2 separate regions of the Sus scrofa genome follow, and region 1 is linked to region 2. The links are chromatin contacts, called in public Hi-C maps. All regions are on one chromosome and are shown on one strand. The core of a region is the stretch at or near the end of the contact, and the rest is flanking DNA. Distances in the headings are between cores, read along the strand shown.

What was found. Hi-C and Micro-C count contacts between places; a contact is called where the count stands out from the background.
Region 1: a contact with region 2 is called in a Hi-C map of brain, with 4 times the contacts expected there. The contact joins the promoter of PPFIA3 here to the promoter of CA11 in region 2. A contact is called at or near these places in 1 of 5 promoter capture datasets (liver) and 2 of 47 Hi-C or Micro-C datasets (brain and embryonic fibroblasts).

What each region holds. Positions count from the first base shown.
Region 1 is chr6:54,312,712-54,315,411 of Sscrofa11.1, forward strand. It overlaps PPFIA3 (liprin-alpha-3), which reads left to right and starts at 1,270. Exons shown (of 30, transcript XM_005664703.3): 1 at 1,270-1,651. LIN7B (lin-7 homolog B, crumbs cell polarity complex component) reads left to right here. Exons shown (of 6, transcript NM_001244232.1): 6 at 325-427. The coding sequence ends at 346.
Region 2 is chr6:53,997,235-53,999,934 of Sscrofa11.1, forward strand. It overlaps CA11 (carbonic anhydrase 11), which reads right to left and starts at 1,410. Exons shown (of 9, transcript NM_001004038.1): 1 at 1,321-1,410; 2 at 1,156-1,230; 3 at 293-435. The coding sequence starts at 1,387. All of the region lies in intron 2 of LOC110261016 (a long non-coding RNA gene), which reads left to right.

The DNA of each region.
Region 1 (2,700 bases), core at 20-2,519, 320 kb after region 2:
ACTGCCTCCCCTACCTCCACACTCCCACACCAAGCCAATGATTTCTGAGACCTTGGTTGCTACCCCCACCCCCTCCCACCTCCCTGGCTCCTTTCCCTGGGATTCTGACCCTTGACCCAGGCTCTCACCCCAAGCTCCTTGAACTGAATACCTTGGGGATCCTTAGCTCGCTCCCATCCCGAGATCGGCAGCCTGCTCTCTCTGGAATCCCTCAACCCCCTTCCCTGGGTCCTTGGCTCGGGAACCCTAGTCCTGGCTCTGTCCCAGTGCCTCCCCAGGTCCCCTCCCCTGAGCCTGGCTCCCCTCTCTTCACCCTCCTTGCAGGTCCTTGGAGTCTCGAGGCTGAAACCACAGATCTGGACCCTCACCCCCTCCCCTGTACAGTATTTATGTCACCAGCTCCTTATTTAAAGATCTTTGACCCTCATTGAGTGTCTGTGATTGTCCTGCATCGGGGGATTGAGTGTCTGGAGATGGGGAGGGAGAGAAGCTGAGGTGGAGACTAGACCCTGAAGACCTTTTCAGATTCTAAGAGCAGAGCTAAAGACTTTTCCCCAGGTCGGCTTCGGAGCGACAAGTCCAAGGACGGCGGCTGGGACCCAGTCGGGGTCTGAGTGCGGGGGTCGGCAGACAGTAGCCCCTACCCCTCAAAGATCCTGAGGGCAGGGGCCAAGCCCCCTTCCTCCGTAACTGGTCGGACAGAAGAGTCCTAAAACTCTGCTCGAGTCAGTGGGCGGCTTCGGTGTGGGCGGGGCGGAGCGAACCATCAGCCTAGTCCGCCGGGGGAGCCCTGCCGGCCCTACAATCGTCTGCGTGGGCGGGGTGGGGGATGCCACGTGCAGTTCCCGAGGCGGGCGCAAGGGGTGCAGAAAAAGGTGCACGTCGACCCGGCTTTCACCCCATCTTCCAACCCAAACGCGTGTCTCCGGGAGCCTCCTGCGCCTTAAAACCCATCCTTTACTCCCACCTCGCCGCCCGCCCAACCCTCCTGTCCCGTGCGGGGTAAGGACCGGCGAGCGCCAGAGCCGGAATCCAGGGTCGCGACTCGTATTCCACGCCGCGCGCCACTCGCTCCAGGTGACATCATCCCCCTGCCGGGCTCCGCCTCCCGCCCCAGCCGCCTCACGCCGCGTGCCTATTGGCCCACGCGCCTTGAGTTCCGCCTCCCGCTCACCGCCCGCGCGGCCCCGCCCAGCCAGTGTGGAGGCGGGGTTTAACCGCCGGCCGGCGCCAACACCTCCTCTCATTGGCCATTCGGCGCCGTCTGTCAGTCTCCTGTTAAAGGGGCCATGACCGCCTGGGAGCTGGTTGGGGGAGGAGGGAGGAGGAATTTTTTGGCGGGGGAAGGTGGGATTTGGGGGGCGCTGGTGAGCGCCCCTGGATCTGGCGGCTGCGGCCTCGCGGGGGAGGCTGAACGGTGACAGGGGCAGGGGGCTGTTTTAGGGGGTAGAGGGTTGCGAGACCGTGAAGGGGAGAGGGGTCCCCAGCGCCTAAGCCGGAGCAAGAGACGCGGAGCCCGCGCGAGCGGCGGAGACAGGGCTCCGGAGCCACAGATCCGGGCCCCGGCCGCCGCCAGGGGCCCCGCCCGGTCCCCCACCCCACCCCACGTCCCTCCTGCAGCCCAGCTCCGCCCGCAGCCGCCGCGGACCAGGTAGGTAAGAGCCCAGCCCGGCCCGCTTGGCAGCGCCCACCCCGGGGACCCCTCACCGAGCTTCCCCCACCTTCCCAAGAACCTGGATTCCCTTCTTCATCCCCGGGGACCTCAGAGCCCAGATATCACAGCCCGAACCCAGAGACTCAGGCATGCCCCTCCCGGCTCTCAGAGTCCCCAGCAGAACCCTAGAATCCCAGGCGTATTTCCGCCTTGTGCCTCCTCCGGGGTCCAGGAGCCTGAATTTCCCAGTTCAGCCCTGGATACCCCCCTGGACCTAGATCCTCCTCCTCGGCCCAGACCTGGCAGCTCCAGACACCGGCCGCGGCTGTGTCAGACTCCCCCAGCTAGGGCCGGACGCCCCCCCCGTCGCGTCCGCATAGTCCCCCGTTGGTGCACCCCGTCTGCCCATCTCCGGTCCTCCGGCTTGAACAGCCGGCCGAGTCCCTCAGTCCAGGCCGGACTGGCGGCCGCCCTGGACACAGGCCCGCTCTGGAGCTGTCCATGGTCACCGTTCTCGGCAGCCTCGCCTCCCCCATCTCTTGGTGCTGCCGCCGCCGGGGGAGGGGGCGCCGGCAGCGCGGGGATCCCCCCCGCCGCGCCTTTGACCCGGGGATACCCGGGCCCTCCCCGACCTGGGCGCCGGGGCCTCAGGGTTCTGCTGGCTAAGATCTCAGCTCCATCCTCAGCACCCCAGCTTTCAGAGACCCCAACTGCTTCTTAAGGAGTCAGAGCTTCTGAATGTTCCTGCCTGGTCCACCTTAGGGATCTTGGCATCCGGGGATCCAGCTCCCACCCGGCTCTGGAAGCCCTGTCAATCCTCACCTCCTCTGGCGAAAGGCCCCCGGCTGGTAGCCCTCACCCCCTCAGGATCTAGGAATCTAGTTTCCTAGCCTTTCCCCTCTTTAGAGACCCTCAGACAAATATATCCAGCCTCCTGGCACCCCAGCATCTGCCCCCTTAGAGATTCAGGCGCCATGACTCTCTCCCTTTCAGGGACTCAGAATGCAATTCTTAATGTAATTCTCTCGCTCCCCCTTGGAGACCTA
Region 2 (2,700 bases), core at 160-2,659:
ATAACAATAGCATCTATTTCATGGAGTTGTGAAGATGAGACGATTTATCAGGTTCGAAAACAGTGCCTGGCACGGGAGATGGTCTGTCTTACCATTGCTTCCAAGAGATGGAAAGACTAGGAGGCCATGTTTGGAGAGGGAAGAATCAGGGATCCATTTAAGGGTGGACAGCGCCTCCTCTCTGCTCAGTGTAGGGCTCCTTCCCCCAGGCTAGCCTCCCAGCTCATGCCCCACCCCCGACCCCAACTCAAGCCCAGTGGGGTTTGGTAACCCCTCCCAACAGGCCACTTACCTTCTCTCCCCCAGTGCTGAGTCTCAGTGGGGGCAGAAAGGGGTCGTAAAGGACCCTCTTCAGCTCCACATCCACAGGGCTCTGCCGCTTCCCCACAGCACACAGACTCCAGGCTGCGTTCACCAGGCCCCAGAAGGGAGGCCCTGGGAGCAGAGGTGGGGCAGGGAGGAAAGGGAGTCAGAAGTAGGGACTAGATCTCAGTGCTGGGATCTGCTGGGAAGGCTGTGGTTTCCTGACTTTGAGGGAGGAGGTGGCTGAAATGCAGAGTCCTGGGTCCTAGAAGACTCTTAGAGGAGTTTCCTATACCGCCCCCCTACCCCCAACACCTCCAAGCCTCTCTTTGATCAAACCTATCATCAATGGTCTTTGGGGAAGAAACTACAACTCCCAGCAGTCTGTGAGGTGGCCAGCCTACCCATCCCCTGCCTGCTTGCCCCAGAGCCCATGGGAGTTGTAGTTCTTCAGTCTCCCTTATCCCACAGCTGGTTGATGAATGTACTGGGGAGAAGGAGTTGCAAGAGAGGGCTGGACCAGGTGGAGAACCGGGCCCCGAACCTCTGGTTCTCAGTACGAGCCAGGACCTACCTGGTCTTTCCCAGCAAGCACACACACACTCTTCCACCCCCACACTCCCTTGCCTTCCACTCACTCCCACTCCCGACTCGAAATGCGCATGTATAATGTCCCATGCTGAGCCACCCGGGGTCAGAGGCTGGGCCTCCGGAGGGAGGAAGGAAGGGGCTAGGACTCCTGGGTCCTGGGGATGGGGGGGGGGGCGGGGGGGGGCAGGGGAGGAGCGGACTCCGGGGTCTCAGGAGGAAAGCCTGGCTGCCCAGACGCCTGGGTCCCCGCCCTGGCTGCACCTGGCACGAAGTTTCCCTGGAGATTATCCTTGTAGCTCCACCAGTCCTCTGGGTCAGGTGCGGGTCCGATGTGAGCTGGGGAGACAGCGGCTTGAAACCCTCTCCTGGACACCCCACCCCCACCCCTCCCTGAGGGGCTCCTGCCCCGACCCCCCCAGGCCTTACCTGCCGCCCCCAGTACTGCCCAGAGTACCAGCGCTCGAGGGGCGCTCAGACGAGCTGCACCCCCCATCCCGGGGAAGCCTCGGGGCGACCCCTATCCCAATGCCCTGACCCCCAACCCCCCAGCTCCTTCCCTTCTCTGTGGAACCCCGACCCCCCAAGGACTTGCAGCCTTCCTCTCCTCCACACGGGGAGCCCCAGTTCCCAATTTCTGAGGCAGCCGGGGACTGAGACCCCCCTACCCCACCCACTCCCCTGCTCCTTCTCGGCGTGTCTCCTTCCTCGCCTCTCTCCCCAAGCCCTCGAGTCTCCCTCTGTCTCCCGGTCTTCCTACTCCTCTCCTCTGCCTTCTGCTTTTCCCTCGGGTTACCCCTGGGCTTCTAACCCACACCCCCCTCTTCGCTCTCTTTTCATTAAGCTCTCCCCAGCCTCCTAACTCCATGTCTCCATCCTGCTTCTCTCACCTCCTCCTCCTCCCTCTCTCCCTCCTCTGCTCCTGCCTCTTCCTTCTCCCCTTCTTCTCCTCCTCACTCTCTCCCTCTCGGCCTCCCGCTGCCCCCTCTCTCTCTCCCCCCACCTCCTCCTCTCCTGCCTCTTCTGTTTCTCTGTCTCGCTCTTCTCCCTCCCCCCCTTCTCTCTCTTGCTGTTATTTAATTTTTCTGTTGGGGGGGGCTCTCACAGCAGCGAGCACCCCTCCCTGGGCTGGTGTGTGTGGGTGGTGGTGGAGGGAGTACTCCCAGGGGCAGGATAGAGAGGTTGTTGGGGGGGGGGACTCGTCCCCAGCTCCCAGCCGCGCTGGGGCCACGGGGGCGGGGGTGGCCCGGACACCTGGGGCCCAAGAGCTGGCAGTTTCCATCCTCCGCAGAAGGGGGAAGGGGGGGGCCCTTAAGGTGGAGCTGGGAGAGTCCTCGGGTGTCTCCACGCTCAGGGCCACTGGCCCTGAAGGATCCGGGATCCCCCAGCTCGCAGGGACCCAGGTGCGAGCCTGCACAGCGCCTGCAGCCCCCCGCCGGATGCATCACCCAAGCCTCCACCAGGGGCTCCCTTAACCCGGCTAGGGGATCCCCTGGGAGACCGGAGTGCGGTGTGGGCCGCTGACCAGGAGGGGGAGGCAGAGACTTGGAGAGAGAGTGGGGGAGCGGGAGGAGGCAGGAGGAGGAGCCGGGGAGGCTGAGGCAAGAGAGCAGAGGTGAGGTCAGGGAGCTGCGGAGGCTTGAGGAGGAAGAGGAGCCTGAGATGGGGAGATTTGGCAGGAGACGCAGGGTAGAAAATAAACAGGCAGGGAGGTGGGGGCAGCCGCGGGAGACCAGAGAGAGGGGGAAAGAGAGAGAGAGAAAGAGAGAGAGAGACCTGGGACATACAGTGAATGCAAGAGATGCAGAA